Linked DNA regions of Zea mays: regions 2 and 3 are each linked to region 1. A link is a contact called in public Hi-C data. All regions are on one chromosome and are shown on one strand. Each heading gives the region's core, a stretch centred on a gene start, on an enhancer-like site or on the middle of the called end of the contact. The rest is flanking DNA. Distances are from core to core; before and after follow the strand shown.

The links. A called contact is a pair of places that touch in the nucleus more often than the background predicts.
Region 2: a Hi-C map of leaf shows a contact between it and region 1, with 8 times the contacts expected there. The contact joins the promoter of LOC100216661 here to the promoter of LOC100282217 in region 1. A contact is called at or near these places in 4 of 25 Hi-C or Micro-C datasets (ear, leaf, root tip and 1 more) and 1 of 3 datasets of contacts at active chromatin or transcription factors (seedling).
Region 3: a Hi-C map of leaf shows a contact between it and region 1, with 6 times the contacts expected there. The contact joins the promoter of LOC100272661 here to the promoter of LOC100282217 in region 1. A contact is called at or near these places in 6 of 25 Hi-C or Micro-C datasets (bundle sheath, ear, leaf and 1 more) and 2 of 3 datasets of contacts at active chromatin or transcription factors (leaf and seedling).

What each region holds. Positions count from the first base shown.
Region 1 is chr8:10,709,800-10,714,066 of Zm-B73-REFERENCE-NAM-5.0, forward strand. It overlaps LOC100282217 (SLL2), which reads left to right and starts at 2,573. Exons shown (of 7, transcript NM_001366185.1): 1 at 2,573-3,025; 2 at 3,277-3,402; 3 at 4,186-4,267. The coding sequence starts at 2,745.
Region 2 is chr8:10,511,511-10,515,777 of Zm-B73-REFERENCE-NAM-5.0, forward strand. It overlaps LOC100216661, which reads right to left and starts at 1,847. Exons shown (of 4, transcript NM_001143072.1): 1 at 1,125-1,847; 2 at 376-863. The coding sequence starts at 507.
Region 3 is chr8:10,546,456-10,550,722 of Zm-B73-REFERENCE-NAM-5.0, forward strand. LOC100272661 reads right to left here and starts at 1,884. Exons shown (of 3, transcript NM_001156443.2): 1 at 1,771-1,884; 2 at 1,232-1,297; 3 at 1-308. The coding sequence starts at 283.

The sequences.
Region 1 (4,267 bases), core at 1,323-3,822:
GGTGCACCACCGGACACTGTCCGGTGCAGATTTCTTTCCTTCTTTGGCGAAGCCGACCGTTGACGCTTTGGAGCCGTTGGCGCACCGGACACTGTCCGGTGCCCCTTCTGACCGTTGGCTCTTGCCACACGTCGCATGCGGATTATGCGGCCGACCGTTGGCCCGACCGACTGTTGGCTCACCGGACAGTCCGGTGCACCACCGGACAGTCCGGTGATTTATAGTCGTACGCCGTTAATTGCTTCCCGAGAGCAGCCAGTTGACAGTCGCCGGCCTGGCGCACCAGACACTGTCCGGTGCACCCAGACCGAACTGTCTTTGGCTGAACAGAGCCATCTCTTTTCCAACTTGATTTCTCCTGTTTCCAGCACTTAGACACAATACATTAGTCTCCAAAACAATATACTAAGTCTTAGAAACATACATTTTCACTTGATTTGCACTTTGTCCATCACTTTGTCTAGATTAACATAAGTCCACTTGTGTTGGCACTCAATCACCAAAATAATTAGAAATGGCCCAAGGGCACATTTCCCTTTCACAACCTCCCTCCCCACGCCGCCTCCCCGCGACCTCCCCTAAATTCTGTATTGGTTGTTGCCAGATAATGTGATATTTGTTTTTATGTAATCGTTATGCACGAATATTTTGTTTACCGTTGTAACGTACTAACGCTTAACTAGTACTAATTTATGACTCAGTAAAAAAAAGTAGATTATCAGTTTTTAAAAATTTAAGAAGTTAGTCTCTTACCTAAAAAAATACTAGTCGGTTGCCCGTGCGTTGTGACGACTTACAACAATACCCACGTAAACTATCTATCAAAAAATTTCAAATTTTTTTATTGATTGTCTCCGCTCTCTGTATAATATATTTTTTGATTTGGCTAACTGATGTTATTGTTTACTCTATACAAATATGTCTTGGTACAACACGGTCAATGAAGTGAACGATTAGAAGAGAGTTCACAACGATTGACTGAATGAACAAAGATTATAAAATGACATAATTCCATCATACATAGACCAAATAAGAGAGTTTGTGAGATCAAGTTTATAAAATAAGTCCCATGAAGTCAAACTTATAAAAAAGATAGATCAAAATATAGAGTGATTGCTAAAGTCAGGCATCAATAAAAACTGGATGTGCTCCATATAAATTATGTCACTTCGTAGCAATTACAAACGTTTAAAACCAACAAATAACCTTTCATTTTGCTATTAGTGTGATAAATCATTGCTGCTCTATCTAATTCAGCAATCTCAAACACCATGTAGTCCATTGCGTCAATGTGGTCTCAGAAACGACTTAATGCTTGCAAGAGCCAAGAACGTCGTGTCATGCTTGGGTCGTAGCCTCGGCCCGTAGTACTGGCCCGACCCGACATGATTATTTTTTTATTTTACAAAATAATGTATATACCTATATACAATTTATAGTCAATATTAAAAATAAATATATTATACAGAGAGCGATTAGAAGAGAGTTCACGACGATTGACTGAATGAACAAAAATTATAAAATGACATAATTCCATCATACATAGACCAAATAAGAGAGTTTGTGAGATCAAGTTTATAAAATAAGTCCCATGAAGTCAAACTTATAAAAAAGATAGATCAAAATATAGAGTGATTGCTAAAGTCAGGCATCAATAAAAACTGAATGCGCTCCATATAAATTATGCCACTTCGTAGCAATTACAAACGTTTAAAACCAACAAATAACCTTTCATTTTGCTGTTAGTGTGACAAATCATTGCTGCTCTATCTAATTCAGCAATCTCAAACACCATGTAGTCCATTGCGCCAATGTGGTCTCAGAAACGACCTAATGCTTGCAAGAGCCAAGAATATTGTGTCATGCTTGGGTCGTAGCCTCGGCCCGTAGTACTGGCCCGGCCCGACACGATTATTTTTTTATTTTACAAAATAACGTATATACCTATATACAATTTATAGTCAATATTAACAATATTTTAGCGTGATGTTCTACTGGTTAGACAGTTTCACCCAGTGTTTCTTCCATCAGGGCATGAGTTCGAACCCCACCTCCTGCACCATTTTTTTAATATTTTATGCTGATTTAATTAAATGGATCGAAGGGCTGGCCCGACACAGTTAGCAGGCTGGCATGATGTGCCTGTGCCATAGTTGTGGCCCGCGTGCATCTAACCCGTGTCGGGCGTCCTTACGCTGATTTAATTAAATGGATCGACGGGCTAATGGGCTGGCCCGACACAGTTAGCAGGCCGGTATGATGTGCATGTGTCATAGTTGTGGCCCGCGTGCATATAGCCCGTGTCGGACATCGTTTGACATCTATAGACGTGCAACAGATTAATTTGAAATAGCTGTGAGGGGTTATTTGTAAAAAAATGACGCAGGACGACCGTTGAAACTGATGCTTTAATTATAGTATAGATATAGAAAAACGGGCCAGTCCGGGCGGCTCGGCCTTCGACCCAATCTGGCGCGCACCACAGTTTCTACCCTTCAAACTGATTTGTGGTCCTGTTCTTTTGTGGCCCCATGTTTCAGTACAATAAGCTCCAACCGTCCAAGGTGAAGGTCTTGCTCCCAGTACCCCCCGTGCCACCCCAACGAAGCGAGACACCAACACGTAGGCCAACCCCTCCGCTGAGTCGCTGACCGCCTCGCACCCGTCGTTCCCCTCCTTCCGGCACAACCAGCACGCGAGCGGCACGAGAAGACTAGGGTTCCGGCGAGGCGACGGCGAGAACCATGGCAGGGATTCGATGGCCGCCAGAGGACCCGGAGATCTTCCCTTCCAGGATGGTCAGCGGCGGGGCTTGGGTCCCCGTCGCGCCCCCAGGAGAGATGGCGTCGGACGACGACCGGTCGGTGGCCGCGGACTCGTGGTCGATCAAGAGCGACTACGGCAGCACCCTCGACGACGATCAGCGTTACTCCGACACCGCCGAGGTCCTCCTAGCCTCCTCCTCCGCCTCCTCTGCGGCCGCGCCCTCCGCAACGGTTGCCGTCCACCCCTCCTCCGACTTCAGGTGATCTGATTCTACTCCATTTTTTGTTCCTGTGCCCCAAAATGAGCGACCATCTGTGATCTGATTCCTAGCTTTGGGGAAACGAAGGCATCGATTCTCTTCCCCCTTGATTAAGCTTAATTTGGTCCAATGATCTGTCGGTTATTGCATTTTGGTCCAAAATGGACTGAGAGTGGCAAAATAGCAATAAATTTTTCTATTTTGTATGGGCCTAGTGTATTCAAGTTATCTTTGCTGTGGATCTTTAACAGCTTCGACAAGGATGTCCATGACTCCAGCTACGTTGAACCTCCCTTGCTGGGCTTGCAGAATTTTCAGGATGGTGCTTACGCTGAGGATCTTGCAAATTTCCATGAACGCAGCCACGCTGATGACTGGTATTATTCTTCAAGCTATTGTATTAGCATCTAAAGAAGTTTTGGATATAAACAATAACCTAGGGTGGCAGCCTTTTTTGCCTGGATGATGAATGTTCTGCCCCAATGTCTTTTATAACCAAACCTGGTGTAACCTTTGCTTATATGAGTGATCAGGGGCATTATTTCAGCAAGAATGTACAAACTTTTTACAGTTGCCATGCCATTAGCGTTTGGCATTATGGTACCTTTTTGAAAGCACCTTTTCTTAGATCCTATAATGTTTGTATTTAGCTCAAAGCATTTAGATCCGTACCAGGAAAAAAAACTGGAAGCAGTAAATATTCCCGTAAAAAAAACTGTATTCCACAGCTGCCGTGTAGCGCATCACAACATTTTGCAACCACAAACTGGCCTTTAGACCTCACATTCCAAGGGAATTTATTTCAGGATGGGAATAATAAACCTTATGTTTTAAACTTTACCATCTCTGCTTCTAGTTTTTCAGGAAATATGATGACCATTATCTTTTATTTGAGGCTTGGTTGTTATAAACCATGTTCACCTCGCTAGTTAAATATGAGATTGAAATATGCAGAGTAGTTTTTCTTTTCTCGCTTTTATCGGATTACTGATTTGGGTTTTGGGCGAACAGCTGTTTGCATCAATTTTCCCTTTCAAGGGCGTACCCAGTGCCGTAGGCTTAGCGAAAAAAGAAATGATGCAAATTTAATTGTATTCCCCCTTCGTTTTATGCATTTAATGCTTATATTGTTGCTGACCAACACCTGTGTGGGTTTGCAGGTTTGGCACTGATATCATGGATATCCGCGTAGGTTGGACCAAAAATTTGTGCTCAAGTAGAGATTTACCCAGCTGCAGCGTA
Region 2 (4,267 bases), core at 597-3,096, 200 kb before region 1:
TTTCAGTTTTGGCATCAAATTTCTTATTACTCCCTCCGTTCTTTTTTATTTGTCGTGTTTTAGTTCAAAAATGAACTAGCGGGTGACAAATATTCGAGAACGGGTGTAGTATTTTAAAAGGAATAATTTCTTAATAGCTGTGCACAACTCTAAAATATGTATTTTGAATCGCATGGACCATGGAGTATCACACAGTGATGATGTCAATAGATCAAGAGATAAGAAATGTTTCTGCAATCCTTGAGTAAGAACTAAGAAGTAAACTGGAATGGTATTTACTAAAAAGACATTCAAATGTATACGATCAATGATGCCGGTGGAGTGTAGATTTGGTACAAGCAAAGACAATGCATATAAGAAGTCTACAGGACTAACCTTTGAAATGTAGCTAGGCAAAGAACCTCCGCATAATATGGCTGCCTCCTCATAAGGAAAAACAGAAGCTAAGACCTGCAAAAAGGGTGAACACTTAAAAGACGACAGAATGGATGATGTGAACTTCAACATAGTCAGCTTGCTTATCCACCTTCGCTCCTTCTGAAATTAGTCTATTGGCCTCTCTTTCCAGTTCATTTTTCTTAACCGGTATTTGATCTGGAGGAATTATTCCCTTATACTCAACAAACGGTCTACAAAGAACAGAGGCACAAGAGAGCAAAACTGGTAAATGCTAAAATGAGATGAAATGCCAGCAGCTAGTAACAACTGGACCCAAATGCTATCCATACAAAGAGCAAAAGAATAAATGCATCAAAGGTAACCAATCATACCCATCAGGAAAATGATAGCCTTTCCCAGGCTCCAGATGAAAGAGGCCTACATTGTGAACACAGATGTCCAACAAATGGCCAGCAGAATGAAGCCTGGAGCATTACAGCGATAGCATAATGAGAAGTAAAGCTTAGACTTTCAGAAATAATGAAATGGTTACGAGCTGACAGAAACTGGTTGATGAAATTCTCAAACTGCTTATTACATTGAGTATCTATGAGCTGAATACATCACTACTTCTACAGGCATTCCCCGTGGAAATACTAGTATGGATCATCTGGCCAGGATGTCAGCTACGAATTAATGTTAGCTTCAAGCAACTTAACTAGTATGGACCATTCAGATCGCATCACCTTGAATTAAAGCTGCGTCGTTCTGCGTCGACCTGCAAGCTAACGGTTCCCCCCTCCTTAAATACAGTCCCACATCCTTGCTCCGTGCCCTCAAATCTTCCGTAGTGGAAAACCTGGGTGCAATCACAAAATGAGTGGGGCACGGAAAGTGGGAAAAAAAGAGGAAAATCAAAATCCCTGCGACAGCAGCATGGTTCATAGACAAGTTTGCAGCTTTTCGTGAGGGTAGCGAAACCCCCCCCGGATGCTCACCACTCCGTCTTTCGCCCGCACATCCTCAACAAGGAACCTGGCTCCGCCGGCGGAGATGACGCCCGTGTCCGCCGGTTGGCCGCCGCCCTGCGGGTGGAAGACCGTGGCGTCCAGCACCACCGCTACCCGGCCGCCCTCCTCCTGTGGACACCCGGAGCTTAGCTTAGGCCAATAGGCCGCCGCCCGCCGGTTCCAGCCTAGGGTTGCGCGCCTACGGAGGAGGGAAGAGAAAAAACCTGGTGGACGGAGAGAACGGTGGCGGATGAGTGGTGGAGTGCCCCCATATCATCGAAGTAGACGAGCCTGGTGGGGCCCACCGGCCTCGCCGGTGCAGCCTCCTGCGCCATTTTTTCCCGTGGAGGCGATGGTGGGAGACTTGGCAACGATCGATCGCCGCCGGCGGTGACGAGGAAGTTCGGCGGGTTGAGGGGTGAGGACCGGTCAGGCAGCAGCGCCAAGTGGTTCAAATCGAACGCGCAAGACGCTCGGATGTCTGAAGATTCTGAAGAGACGAACAAGGCCTGACAAGACAATATATAGGCCCGCGCCCCACCGTGACTACGTGCTGTTTACAGATTTTGATGGTCTCATGGCCAGGCTTGGTTTCGAGGTGCCTTCGTTCTTCGCCCAGCTTTCTGTTTGTCTCTGAACTTTCCTGGAGATAAAAAAAGGAATTCTGCAAGGTCGCCTAATTACGGGAGCAGGTTGGCTTTGACTGCCCATTGCCCACCCATAAACTGGGAATTTGGGAAAAGGTTAACGCATACGCTTCTGTAAAAAAAAATGCTAGTTTATTACCATGTGTCTGTTTCTCTCGCTTCTCGCTTGGTTCCGGAGGCGCCCAGAACATTACCGAACCTTCGAGGCTTCGATGAAACTTCCGTGAAACGAAACTATATCTCCTCAACAAGCAGTGGCGGAGGTTGAAACTTCGAACTTTGATGTTGCACCAAATAGAAACCTGTGCGAACAGTGCAGAGTTCAGAGAGCACTTGAGAAGAACTCGTATAATTGCGGGTCTACGTCCGATCCAACTCCTTTGGATTGTACACTTGAGGCAACTCGGTCAAGTTTTAAGTAAAAAATGCACGGTACGCTTCTCGAATGGTCAAACTTTAACTAGTTATACAGAAAGTGGCATCAATATTTATGTCTAAACATGTTTATATATGATAGTACATCTCGTGATCTATATTATAAAGCTTTTGCACATTTTGAACATTAGTATTTTTTTATACCCGTTATGAACATTAATACTCCTAGTCCTATGCTTTTGTGTGCATATTTAGTCAAATTTAAAAGAGTTTCACTCACTGATAAATGAGATGTATACTTATGGGATGGAAGGGGTACTAGTTAATTGCAAACATTATCAACCGTATACTACACAAACATAAGTGTATCATTTTAATATATTAACATAAAGATTGAGCACATATTAACTAAGGCTCCCTTTGGAATACAAGGATTTTAGAGCAATTATACATAAATTTCACATAAATCAGTTTATTTTCACAGGAAAAACACAGGAAGAGCCTAAAGCTAGATCGCTCGAGTCATCACGGATCAAAGAACACAACGGGTAACCAACACGTTCTCGCGAAGAATAGCGGCAAGAACCGGCAAAAAGAATAGTTATCGCGCTTATGTGATGAAGAACGATTAATTTTCGGTTAAACTAGAAAAAAATGTTGAAGCTCTCGTTGAGAGACATTCCATCGAGGCAATAATGTCATCTGGTTATACTAGGTCGGTTGACAAGTCTAGGGCACCATCTTGATTTCGGATCAAAGAGATAAACAACAATATGAGGGTTAGAAGGGCAAAAGAGAGACAGTAGATTAGTTTTCGTTTGATTATGTATTAGATTGCTCAGTCGGTCATAATCCTCTAATATATGTATAAATGGATACTTTTGTCCCATTAGAAAACCTTTTCAAGACGTTTTTCTCATGTTTTACCTGAGTTTGGAATGGTTATCATAGAAATCCAAATTCGAACAGTGTTTTTTTAGTTTAACGGAACTTCCAACGTCCTTCAGAGTTCTCACCTTTGTCGGAACTTCCGAAGTGGGGATAACCCTAGACATCCAACGTCGGAGTTGCAACTTGCAACCATTGTCGGAACTTCTGATCTACTATACAGATAACCTTTTATATCCAAATACTCCATCCGTCCCAAAATAGTATTCATTTTAGAGTGTTAATAGATTCATATAATATTTGATGTATGTGTTTTATATTTTTTAGATAATGGACACATAGTCTGACCTTGGCCTCATACGAAGATCATTTTTTATACTGAGCAAAACAATAGTCCCAAAGTTAAGACTAAACAAAGGGAGATTCCCGGCATGGAACTCAAGAAACAAAACCATAAGATCATTTTTATAACCTCCCAACGGACTTGATAAAATTCCACTGAGAATCCATGAATCCATCAGGCCCTGGTGCCTTATTATGTTCCATACTGAACACCGCCGCTTTGACTTCTGCTGAAAAGGCCTATATGAGCTTTACATTCTCGGTCTGAGAGACTTTTATTATATCATCTCTAAGATCCTCATCCAGAGTACATGATAAACTTTCTGGAGGGCCAAAGAGATTTTTATAATAACCAGTTATATGACTTTTTAACTCCCCATCGCCATATAACATACGATCTTCGTTTTGCATCTCGAAGATACGATTCTTCCTATGTTTTTCATTGGCTACCATATGAAAATATTTGTATTACTGTCACCTTCTAGAAGCTCATTAACCTTCGCTCTTTGATACCACTTAATTTCCTCTTCGCGGAGAAGCTATGCAAACCTGTTCTAAAAGTAATTGCATAGATCTAACTCCATTGAACTCAAAGAAACTAATTTAGCTTTCTTATCAATATCATCG
Region 3 (4,267 bases), core at 634-3,133, 160 kb before region 1:
CATCATCAGAGTCAGAATGCTCATGCTTCTTGTTCCTTCTACGATCCTTCCTCCTCCGGTGTTTCCGATCAACATCGCTGTCATAGTCACTGTCAGAGTCCGAGGAAGAATCTCCTCTCCTCCTATGCTTTCTTGATTTTAGTTTTTTCGCCTTCGCTTCTGCATCAGCTTTGACGTTAACTGCTGCTTCTAGCTTCTGCTGCCACTTTAGTGGGGCTTCTTTCTTCTCGAGGATCCTCCTTTTCTTCTCTTCGACCAGCTGCAGGAACTTTTTGGCATCCATCCCGACAAACCAGATAACACAAAACCTGTAGGGACATGAAATGATGCAAGGAAGTGCATCTCATAGAAGAGAGATAAAAACACTGTTAGTTTTTTGAACTTGTGAAATTATATAGCACAATAGTAGAGATGTAAATCTAATCAGATAGATTGAAAGCCTTCTACAATAAACTTCCATGTACAGGCATAACAAATGTGGTGAATTAATCCCTGGCATCAAATTACTTGGAGGCGCTTTGAGCTAGTTTAAGCCTCAAATGTAACCAAAGTATTCTCATATAATACCCACGCAGTTCATTTTTTGTTCAAGACAACTTTCTAAGAAGAGTGGCCAATCAATCATGTTCAAAGCTAGATGGCTTCTAAGATTTTAAGCTCATAAAACTATGTTAACAAAAGGGATCTCAAAGGTATCACAATTATAAGCAATATCCTAAAAATTACTTATGCGAGGACGATATGGTAGACCAAAATCAGTTGCCCTTGATAAATGAAAGATGACTCTTCATACAGCACGTGTTTAAACATGATTATGGTTATGAATCTGGGTGCAGCAAAAGAGACACATAGTTCCAATCAATTTAATTACCAACATCTTATATTTCGAAATGACAGTAATACAAGATTGGAACCAAGCTGTGGTTACATGTTTATAAAACCACACCGCACAAGCATGAAGGTTAAAGGCCTGTTTGAGATACTAGTTAGGGCTAAAAATTAGCTCAATTAGTTATGGTTGGCTAGGTCGTTAGCTAATAACTAGTTGAAGACTTGGCTAAAAAATATCTCAACTATTAGCTCTCATGTTGGATGTACTAGAGCTAAATTTTAGCTAGCTAGCAATTAGCCTTGGTATCCAAACAGACCCTAACACTAAGAGAAACTAAAGCTAATTGCAGTCGCCACCAAGAAACAAACACCGAGTATGCACGATTATACACTTCCTTACCTCGTCGTCCAAAATTGCGAAGTCTGGAGAAAGATCCTTCCCTCTTGTTCTTAGACCACAATTCACCTGCAATGGCAACAAAAGAAAACACAGTTGGAAAATATGAATTCGAGAAAAGCAATTTAAAAGGGCCATTGTCCACTAAGAGAAACACATCCGTGCATAGAGGCAATAGAGCATACTCAAATCCCAGCCACATCCAATTCCTATAACTTGCACATCACACAACAGAGAGCTCACAAAACTCGAAGCCAGCACACCCGAGAATTCTCGAAAATATCACAGATCTGAAAAATAGCCGAGAACCACCGTCACCCCCAAACCCTAACTGCGCTTTACGACATTTAACCCCTGCAGCTCACAGATCTGGCTCCACTCACCCCGATCTGGAACCCAAACGCGCTACCATCATAGCATCATATACTTTCAAAATTCAACGATTTCTTCATGCGGGAGGAAACTCAAAACAAACATCGTCGATTTTTGTCAGCAAAAGATTTGGAGAAAACGCAAAATAAGCGGGCAAAAACGGGACTCACCGGCTCGACGAAGCGCAAGTATAGGCGGCGAAGGCTCGTGCGTGAAGGCCGCCGCCGCCGCCTAGTCGTAGACTGAGAGAAGCGAAAGGGTCCTTGGCTTGGGCCAAGGCCGACAATTTTATAAGACAGCAGGTGCACATACATCTAGACCGACGTAAACAAACATACAGGTCATTAGATGGATTATGTAATTTAAGATATCTAAATTATAATAATCCATAAATATGTTAATATATGCTTATATAATCCATATACTAGATTATATAATCAGAGAAAACAAACAAGTCTCTAAGAGCATCTCCAACAATGCCTCAAATTAGTGTCTCAAATTGAAATATGGGGCTCTACACAGGAAAAACTACTCCAACAGTGTCCTATTTCATAAATTTTTGTCAAAAAACTATGGGGCACCCTCTCAAGTGACTCAAATATACTACACCGTAGTGGGCTGCCCTATAATCTAGATTTGAGGCTTTACTGTTGGAGCGAGGTGTTTTGTTGGTGCCCTAAATTCTATAAAATATACTTATTTTCAAATTATAGGGCATTTTTATAGGTCACGTTGTTGGAGATGCTCTAATTACGATGTTAACTACCTTGTGACGTCATTGTCTCACTAGCAGCGTCCCTGTAGTTTGAGAGAGGGAAAATTGGATGTGTTAGATATATACCACTAAAAATTTTAATCTTTGACGTGTACCATCAAAAGATTGCAAAATTATTTGTTTGTAACATTTCGTCGACTTCCGTTAGAAAAATATTTTCTTATACCAATACAAGATTTACGAAATAGTACAGTTTTAGCCCTTAAATTCACCAAACAACTTGTTTTATCCTCACGCAAGAACATCACGGACCCACGCATGTAAGCAACTGTTATAAATTAGACATTATCAGTTTTAATTTAATCTAGAAGAATAGTGTAATATATGTGATAACATGTATGTTCACATGTGTACCACTATTCTCATAAGCACTAAACAGAAATGTAACATGCACAAATACATAAAATATGAAGTGTTCAAGACATCAGTGACTCTATTCACACGAGACATCTCGTGTATATGTTCAATGTAGGCATGTGTACACAGTGCAATCCCTTGAACGGCGTCGACGACGAAGAACCGGATGTAGACGAAGCGGCGCTGGTCGAGCGGATGAAGCCAGCAGCGCACACTGTGCAAGTGTACATCAACGAATGGCGAATTCGAAGGCCTTCCCTCCCACTCTCTGTGCTCAACCTAAGGTGGGACGACAGACAAAATTCACAACCGTTTGAAAAGAATATTCGGACTAAATCCGATCTACCACGAGCCATGGCCGCGCGCGTGTGTCAGTCCTTCATCCATTTCAACTTCTAAGTAGATACACCAATGGTCCATCTATTTAAATTGATTGATTTGTCTTTTAAACTTCCAATATGGTACTAAACTATTAGTATAACATAACATTAAAGTAGATCATTAATATTGACTATTATTAAATATTAATTTAGTTTAAACCTATATTAATCCAACAGCAACAACACAAGCGACGGGCTGACGCTGCAATGGCAAAGAAGTACAAATTAGATTTGTCCGAAGTTGCTTCCCATGACGTTGCAATCACGAATGCAAGCACGGAATAGATCAGGTTGACAAAGGGATTTCTTATTCTGCTGCCAAAAAGGAAAGTAGGCATGCTCGAGCTCACCGGCTAGGATTAGAAGGGGGCATACCAGTCATACGTTAAAAAACAAACATAACTGGTAATTTTCTGCTGGGGTAGAGGCTGATTTTGACCTCGAACTATCTAACCCGACTACAATCAAACATTTTTCATATAGGAGCATCACACGAAGGGTACTTTGACTTCGATGCATAGCAGTGTCCGGACGACTTCTCACAAGGGAGTCAAATAGAAGGTCCTAGTCGAACCCTCGAATACATTTCACCGATGGTTGTACCCAAACTAGGAGAAAGCAAGGACGTGACTTCGCTGCGCCATCGAAGGCCTTGCCTTCGACGGCGACTTCGCAAAGCCGAGGGTGCAACACGTGGTTGGAGACTTTGGCAGGCTACGAAGAGGCCCAGGACTCCGTCCCGGCGTCATCTAAACCCACTTGTAAGCCCCCTTGTGGGATAGATTTTATAGTACGTCCAAATTATAGCACCCTGCTCACTGTAATAATCGTGTTGAGGGAATATTCTGGGAATATAACAGGTAACTAGGGGTATAACTGTACTTAGGGCCTATTACCCCTCTCGGTTACCTTAAATACACCTACCCTGTACACGGATGGCACGCATAACAAAGCTCTACAGTTCACCGCTCACTGTCTTCCTGTGCGTTTGATCCTACTTGTCCCCTGAGTATTGGGCCCACCTAACCATGTGTCCCCTGAGTATTGGGCCCACCTGACCACGTGTCACGACAGTTTCAGCATTTTCAAATAAATGTGACTTTTCGATGGTACTCCCTCCGATCCAATTTATATTTCGTTTGACTTTTTTGGATC